Linked DNA regions of Triticum aestivum: regions 2 and 3 are each linked to region 1. Evidence: chromatin contacts called from public Hi-C and HiCAR-type data. All regions are on one chromosome and are shown on one strand. The core of a region is the stretch at or near the end of the contact, and the rest is flanking DNA. Distances in the headings are between cores, read along the strand shown. Region 1 holds the start of LOC123159229 (macrophage migration inhibitory factor homolog). Region 2 holds the start of LOC100049050 (probable aminodeoxychorismate synthase, chloroplastic). Region 3 holds the start of LOC123156948 (protein CHLOROPLAST IMPORT APPARATUS 2).

What was found. Hi-C and Micro-C count contacts between places; a contact is called where the count stands out from the background. HiCAR-type assays count read pairs that join an accessible place to other places.
Region 2: a Hi-C map of leaf shows a contact between it and region 1, with 4 times the contacts expected there. The contact joins the promoter of LOC100049050 here to the promoter of LOC123159229 in region 1. A contact is called at or near these places in 2 of 5 Hi-C or Micro-C datasets (both in leaf).
Region 3: a HiCAR-type map of leaf shows a contact between it and region 1, with 3 times the contacts expected there. The contact joins the promoter of LOC123156948 here to the promoter of LOC123159229 in region 1. A contact is called at or near these places in 2 of 5 Hi-C or Micro-C datasets (both in leaf) and 1 of 1 datasets of contacts at active chromatin or transcription factors (leaf).

The regions. Positions count from the first base shown.
Region 1 is chr7B:577,920,433-577,923,153 of IWGSC CS RefSeq v2.1, reverse strand. LOC123159229 (macrophage migration inhibitory factor homolog) reads right to left here and starts at 1,380. Exons shown (of 3, transcript XM_044577057.1): 1 at 1,076-1,380; 2 at 764-964; 3 at 1-70. The coding sequence starts at 1,186. The coding sequence ends at 35.
Region 2 is chr7B:577,688,423-577,691,143 of IWGSC CS RefSeq v2.1, reverse strand. It overlaps LOC100049050 (probable aminodeoxychorismate synthase, chloroplastic), which reads left to right and starts at 1,411. Exons shown (of 13, transcript XM_044580812.1): 1 at 1,411-1,751; 2 at 2,006-2,137; 3 at 2,230-2,297; 4 at 2,419-2,483; 5 at 2,619-2,685. The coding sequence starts at 1,517.
Region 3 is chr7B:577,770,969-577,773,689 of IWGSC CS RefSeq v2.1, reverse strand. It overlaps LOC123156948 (protein CHLOROPLAST IMPORT APPARATUS 2), which reads left to right and starts at 1,381. Exons shown (of 3, transcript XM_044575147.1): 1 at 1,381-2,721. The coding sequence starts at 2,263.

The DNA.
Region 1 (2,721 bases), core at 131-2,630:
CTGTCGCCAACATCTTTCTTCTGATGGATTTGTCTTAGAACGTGGTTCCGTTGAAGCCCACATTGTACCCCTGCAGCACCAAAACGAGGAACATCACATGACAAAAAAAGAAGTCAAATACAGATTTACTCCCGATGAAAAGAACGATCCTGTGACGGTGTGAGTAGAGTTCTGGGCTATGTTGCACGGATACTTCAGAAAGTGTGCGTATCCAGCCGTATACTGCCCCGATACTCAGATACTGCCCCGATACCGTATCTCATAAGTATCCCTTGATTTTTTATTTTTTTTAAATAATTTTTGATACTCCTAGGATACTTCTGTGATACGTTTTGGATACCTGAGGTCCCTCGTTTGACGTGAAATTCCCTCAATAGTAAAGACGCACTTTTGAAAGATTCCCAACATGGGCGCGAGTTCATGCCAAAACATGATTGTCAATATTCTTGTTTAATTGAAAGGTGAGCAAGTGAGAGTCGATGCACTGATTAAAAGAATAAACTTAAGAAAATCCACTGTCAATTAATGGAAGTGGACCAAGTGCAAGAAAACAAAGGTAATAATCCTATTGAGGCATGCTTTGATGACTTAGAAGCTCTATTTTCTTCAATATTTTTAATAATTAAACGTGTCCCGTATCCATGTTCTCAGACAATTGGCGTATCGGGCGTATCCCCGTATCATGTATCCGATACGTATCCAAGTATCCGTGCAACGTGGGTTCTGGGGTGGGGCGCGGAGGAGGATCAATGTGCGTGCGTACCTGGACATCGTCGAACTTGACGTAGAACCTGCTGGCGCTGATGGAGAGCTTGGCCTCGAGGATGTCGGCGAGGGCGGCGCTGAGCTTGCCGTTGACGCCGGGACCCAGGCCCCCGATGGACATGATCTCCCCGTACGCCGCGGGCTCCTCGCTCCCGGCGAACGACGTCGGCACCGACCCGTCGATCGACACCGTCACGTACTGCGCCACAAAGGGCAGCGGGTCAGCAACGCAGTCTGAGTCGGGAAGGCATTCCGTCGAGCAGACGGAGCGCGCGCCGGGGAAGGGAGGGGTCTAGGAGTTGGGGGTTACGGATTCTGGCTTGCCGATGATCCTGGCGAGCGCCCTGGAGCAGTCCCGGAGGATGTCGGCGGCGACGACGGCGTCCACCGGCACGTTGGTGCTCAGGCTCAGCTGCGGCATCGCGTACGGCGGGGTGTGGAATCTGTGGTGGACAGGGGAGCGAGGCACGCGCGCTAGCCGAGACGAGCGGGAAGGAGCAAGAGAGGATTGATTACGTGCGGCGATAGCGAGGGAGAGGAGGATTTGGCGCGGGCCCGGGCAGCCCGAGCCCGCCCCGGGGGCCGGGGCCGAGCTTCTTTCCGGCTGGGCGAGTCGGCTCAGTCGCTGGTCAAGAGTTGCATTTCCGTTCGCTGGTCAGGAGCCGACTTTTTCCGTGACAGTGTGTTTGCTGGAGGAAATCTGTGATAGTGAACGGAAGTGGGAGGGCATCAGCATAGTTTATTTCTTTGGATAAATAAATAATAGTTCTTGGAGAGGAAAACGAGTTTAGGAGGTCAGCTTTCATTGTTTATATTTTCATAAAAAGGCAAACTTTATTGATTCATAATGCCGCATAAAAATATACAAGCATAATAAACACACACTTAACCTACGTAAAATTAGAATGCACATAGTCAAGACCAACGCGCGCACAGCCTCACACTGAGAAAAGAAAAGTTGAAAGCGGCATCTGAATGTCATGTTGAAGCGAACTCAAGCATGCAGTTGCAAGCTTCAACAACAACCACCACTGATGACAGAACTCCGGACTACGAGAAAAGTGCTTCAACATCGATGATTGCAAGAAGGGGACAACACGAGAACACCGTCAATTGCCATATCCAACCATGGAGGCTAGATTTTGGGTTTTCACCCTGGAAAATAATTCTGAGCAAACTACATGCAAATGCCTCCAAAAAGGGTAGGAAGTCGAACACCATCATTGTCGGGTACAACCAACGTAGGTGAGACCTAGAGTTTTCACTTCGGAACACGAGACCATGCGCTTAAAAGCACCACCAAACTTCCATGTACTATCGACCCCATTTTCAATGAAGAAGTCGCCGCTGCAAGCCAGATCGTGACGCCTTGACAGCCGTACACATTCACATCCATAACATGGACATCACCACAAGAACAAAACATACCATGTTTATGTGGAGTAGATCAGAGCACGTCCATCAGGATCAACAACGTTACCAATGCCACCAATGCCCCACTGAAGGGGTGATCCGGTGGCCTCAACTCTTCGGCAATGTTTGGACACAAAACTGCACACCTAAAGCCACCAGAGCCGCCATGACCCATACGGGTCCATCCGACAGCCCCGTCCCATCTTCCCCAAAATTCGTTGGAGACAGTTCCAGACACAACGCCGAGTATTCAGGTAGCGAAACTGGCAGGGAAGCCTCATCAGAGCCTGATCACCCGCCGCCGCCACTTAGTGTGACGCTTGTGTCATCCGACCGCCACCGCATGCCTTGTGATCGTTGTCATCATGCAAGGAGTCGAGCATACATGTGCCATACTCATGGTAATCCATCATTGTCACATACCTTGTGTCCACCGTCTAGGCATCACCGCATGCCAGATCTGACAGGGACATCGCCGTCAGTAGTCAACCACACATGACGCAATCACTACTGCCACCCAATGTTGCCCCATAAGCCATAACA
Region 2 (2,721 bases), core at 162-2,661, 230 kb after region 1:
TGGCTCCATCGACAGCTTGGTACGGCCCATCTTCAACCACAACGAGACAAGACCCTCGCGAGGGGCCAAGCCTCGCGAGGCGGACGACATCAAGACCTCCTGAAGGAGCGGCCTTCCTAGACGGCCTCCTGAGGAGCGGAGATTTCTATGCAAGCCCTCACCTCATGAGGCTGAGGTGACATCAGCCATGACGACTAAGGCCAGGTGCGCGCCAGCGGGCGCATAGCGGCAGGGTTCCTTTTTGGTGTTAAGGAGGCAAGCACATGTGCGGAGTCCCAAGGAATCAGCCAAAGGTTGTCGTTTGCGTGCAACAAGACCAGGACCGCTAGAACGACAGGATGGATGTCATCGTCGAGCCCACCACGATGTCACGATCAGAAGCTTTGCAGGCGAAGACCACCTTTCGTCAGGATCAGATGTACTAATTGTCCCCTTTCAAAATTGGCCACTGTGGGATCCCTTCCCGCCTAAGTTTTGAGGGAAGAGGTCCAAGGCCACTATAAATATAGTCTAGCCACCACCGTAGAAGGGATCAAGCCCTTGAGAGACCAAACCCCTAGAGCTCATCACAAGAACAAGCCTCCTGAGGCTGTTCCTCCACTTGTACTAGTTCATCCTCAGCCCCCCGCGAGGCTAATCCACCACAAAGCAGGAGTAGGGTTTTACACCGCAAGATGGCCGGAACCTGGGTAAACTGCCGTGTTCATTTCCTTCCTGTTCATCGAGCTAGGTCGTGAGAGCAGCGAGTCAAGCGGCTTGAGAGGTTGAGTCCTTCACACACGCCCCTGAGTTCGAACCTTTCTTGGGTCTGCGGAGCCGGGAATTCGACAGCGTGCATTTCGACTGCGGCTTCCTCGGACCCTTGGCTGCCTTCTTCACCTTTTCGAGCGGGTCGACGGCCTGGCCGGCCGCCAGAATTCGGCGGGGCGTCGACCATGGACGGGAAGGGTGGTGGGCGGGACGTGGGAGGGTTTGGGGAAAAATGATGCGAAATGGGGCACCGGGGTGGAGCTTTGTGCCACCGACGGGCGGGCCAGGGGAGGACAAGCGCGCGCGTCCCGCCTATCTGCTCGCTGTCCGTTTTATCTCAAAATCGGCCCAAACTTAAACCGGGGATGGGTCGAAAGCGGACATAAAACGGATAAAAATCCGTTTGCGCCCGCACGCTGGACCATCCGGTTTGTTCGTTTTGGGAAACGCACCCGGTCATGACGGGGTCGTGCACTGGAGTTGCCTTACCAACCCCCACCCAGCGTCCCAGCATCAGCCCATGACCTCCCGCCGACCGCAGTGGGCCGCTGGGTTTGGTGGTGGCGGAGGAGACGGGGACGGCACTGGGGCACAGCCGCCAAGACGATAGGCGGAGCAGCACAAAATATTTCATTCATAAATAAATAATTTCCGCACCAGCAGCGAACCACCGCCCCAGAAAAGCGAGCCGCCTTTTCTCCTCGCTTCTCTTTCGCTCGCTCCTCTGATCTCTCCTCTCCCGCATCCGTCCTGCCGAGGGATAAAGATGGCCGCGCTCCGCCTCTCCGCCCCGCCGACGGCGAGGTGGTCCCCGCCGCAGCCGTCCTCCGCGCGGTGGCAGCAGCCCCCGTGCCGGGGCGGCGCCAGGCGTCCCGCGGCGCTGCGGGCCGGCGGGGATGAGGGGCCGGGCCCGGAGGAGCCGCCGGTGAGGACGCTCCTTATCGACAACTACGACAGCTACACCTACAACATCTTCCAGGAGCTCTCCGTCGTCAACGGCGGTGAGCCGCCCCACCAACCCCGCTTCCCTCTCCCTCTCCCTCTCCCTCTCAGTGAACACGCTCAGAGTATGCCTTAATCTAGCTCCGCGACCGACGAGTAGTCCCTTTGTAGCTTCCCGCAGTGCCCATTTGTTGAATTGAATTGAATTGAATTGATTATTATTGGAGATGTTCTGAACTAGATTGAGAGAGATCACACCTTTCCTACTGCTTTACTGGACGGTGTCCTTATGGCCGGTGGTCTGAATCTGCAGTGCCGCCTGTGGTGGTGCGCAACGACGAGTGGGCGTGGAGGGATGTTTACCATTGGGTGTACAAGAAGAGGGCCTTCGACAACATCGTGATCTCGCCTGGCCCTGGATCTCCGGCGTGTCCTACCGACATAGGTGAGGGCTATGCATCAATTCTAATTCACTTGCTACTTGCTACACTTGTATCTGTCAAAGAATGATGTTATATACATGTGTTGTTTTTTCAGGTGTATGTCTGCGGATACTTTGTGAGTGCGGAGATATACCCATCCTGGGTGTTTGCCTTGGCCACCAGGTGAAACAATAATGTTTGTCCTTGTGAACTTGTTTGTGAATCAGTCCTAAAAAAAGGGGAAAAAGTATGACCATGTGGTGGCATCTCGGCCTGAAACGGATGGTGTGTTTGATCGTTGCAGGCCTTGGGATTAGTCCATGGCGCTAAAATTGTCCATGCTCCTGAAGCTATACATGGACGACTTAGGTAAGACCTTGAACTCTTCTGCACGCTAATATGTACTATCAGCTTTCTGATCCGTTGCTTTGTGTGTCACAATCTTCAAGTTCTGGCTGCACTTACGGTTAACACATGGCCTGACACTTATCTTTCGTAAATCAGTGAAATCGAACATAATGGATGCTACCTCTTTAATCGTATCCCATCAGGTATAAACTCTGGATTCAAGGTTAGTGTACCACTGAAGTTACCTAGCCCCTTATTG
Region 3 (2,721 bases), core at 132-2,631, 150 kb after region 1:
ATCACGACCTAGCCTGCCGACAAAGAACCCCCACCAATGTCGCAACCAACGCACCTCGGGGAGGCCGCAGACAGCCACCCATGAGCAGCCGCCGCCAAATACGCAAAACTGCCGACTAGAAACAAGCCACTGGATGCAAGCACGGACCTCTGAGCCCTGCCGAGCACCATGCCAACAGGACCAGAGAAGCAGCACCCGAGGTCAAAAACCAACTTGGTTCCTGGGCACAGCCTTGTGTCAGACGCGCTGCCACCCGAAGGGTGGAGATACCAGACTCGACATACCCGCGTCATGCTGCTTCCATCACCTCGACGCTACCCCCTCCCCCCTCCCACGCACCACAACACACCCTGCTCCATAGACGGTCGATTCAACACATCAATCCGCCCCTCGCGCCCCCTCCTGTCCCCTGCGTGGTCGCTCCTCACATGGACGACGGCGACGCTGCGCGGGCTTTGCTCGGCTGTGCACCTTCGACGACGACCAGGTGGGAGAAGAGCCGGATTGGAGCGATGGCGGCACCGGTAAGGTTGCTCACGAGGCGTTCCCGGGAGGGACACAGGGAAGTACTGAGAGTATACCTGGGCATATCTCGGGCCGGGCAAAAAAAAGCACAGTGCTAAAAATCCAGGCCCAAGCCCAAGAAAGCCCGACACAGCCCAGCCTGACTACGGCTAAAATTGTGTTTTCTTCAAGCCCGTGCCCGGACCGACCTGTCCATCAGGCTCAGTTTTAGGCCCGAGCCCGGCCCGATGGCATACTCGGGCTCAGCCCGGTCCGGGATTTTTGGCCCGTCCGGGCCGGGCTGCCCATGGCCAGGTATCTGAGAGTGTGAAAACAGATGCATCACATAGTACGGTGGACCTGATTTTTGGTCAAAATTGCAGAGAGCCATTATATCTCACCGCAGTGGTCAAGGTTAGTAGGTTACACGCGTGCGTGCGCACGAGATTAACAGCAATCGTTAGTGTCAGTCCACCGGTGAGCTGGTACGGCTAGCGCGCCCACACGTGTACGTACGTAGCACCAGTCCCCACAAGGCCGCACCCACACAAGGCCCGTTGCTCTCAAGAAACCTCACATGACACGTGAGAGCGAAACACAGGCACGCAGCCCCACCGTGTCCCCATGGCCCTGTTGCGCTGCACACGAGAAGCGTCGTGGTGCGCAGGTAGGTAGGGCCCGCCAAGACAGGGACAAGTGAAAGCGAGCTCCGTCTGCGTCCCAAGCCAACCAACCAACGGACGACTGTTAGTTAGGTTAACCTTCTTTTCTTTTCTTTTCTTTTGATGATTCCGTGTCTCGTTTCTCGTCTCGCTCGCTAGGGTCCAACGGCGACCCTACTAGCAGAGCACTGCATCGGACAACTGCAGCCGCCTGCCGGCGTAACGCATCCGCTGGCTGGTTTCATGAGCAGCGGTTGGTTTGATTGCTTCCGTGTTTTCTCCGTCCGTCCCCCCACATGCCCCCAGTGCCCTGTTCTTGATCACTCCCTGGAGCTGGAGCCGGAGTGTCATCCAGCAGAGGCTTTGTACCGCTCGTCCCGTTGCTTCTTCCTCTCTTGCGACCGATCTCCTGGCCTCGATCCAAAAGAGAAAGGGGAAACGGCAGCGAGAAAGAAACGGCAGCGTGTGGGCTCTTGATTATCTTTCTTTCGATTGATGAGTCGCGCCCGTCCCCCGAGGCCCGTAGTGGCGAACCCGTGAGCCCGTGACGCCCTGCTCCCTCCTGCCCTGCCCGCCGCAGAGCGTCTGCTCTGCTTCCCTCCTAGGCCCTCGATTTAGCTCAGCTCGGTGGGTGCCCTGGTGATCGCCTTTTCCCCCAGGATCGCATTTCTTTTCTCTATTCTCTCTTCCGGCCGGCCGTCCTCTCCTCTCCTCTCCTCAAGCCGGGCGTCGGCGGCCTCCAGCTCCGAGCGGAGGCGGAAGCGGTGGTGTCTTTCTAGACAAGAAACAATTCCTCGGTCTCCACGCTTGCTTTGGACTTTACCCTTTCCTCTGTTCCCCCTGGTTTTCAGCCAGGTACACGAGGCGTCCTCTTGTGGTTGCGGGGGTTTGGTGGGGGTTTGGGGGTCTCGCCTTTCCTGGCGGCGCATCCACGCACCGATTTCCCCTCCTCCCTCCTCCTGCGATTTCGGGTCCAGATTGATTGATTTCCGCCCGGATTTCTTCCATCACATCACTCGCGATCTTCTCCCCTAACCCCTCCTCATCGGGCAGGATTTTTTTCCTTTCTCTCTAGGGCATCTCCCCGCTCCGATCGATGGCGTCGTCCTGCATCCCGACGGGCATCCGGCTGCCGGACCTGGACATGGTCAAGGCGGCGGCGGTCGGGGCGTCGTCGGCGCCGGGCGCGGGGGCGGCGCCGCTGCGGCCGGCGCACTCCTCGGCGTCCTCGGCGCTCTCCGACGCCTCCAACTCCTCCTCGGCCTCCTCGCTCTCGCTCAAGCGGGCGCGCACGCCGCGGAAGCGCCCCAACCAGACCTACAACGAGGCGGCCGCGCTGCTCGCCTCCATGTACCCCTCCGTCTTCCCCGCCGGGGACAGGGCGCCGCCGTCGCCGAGGCTCCTCGGCCTCGCCTCCGCGCTCGCCGACGACCCCTCCCGCGCGGACCTGCTCCCGCCCTTCCCCGTCCTCGGCAACGCCGCCTGCCTCCTCCGCGACGCCGCCGCGCCGCCGACCACGCCGCGGAGCCCCGTCCTCGCCAGGGCCTGCCCGTCG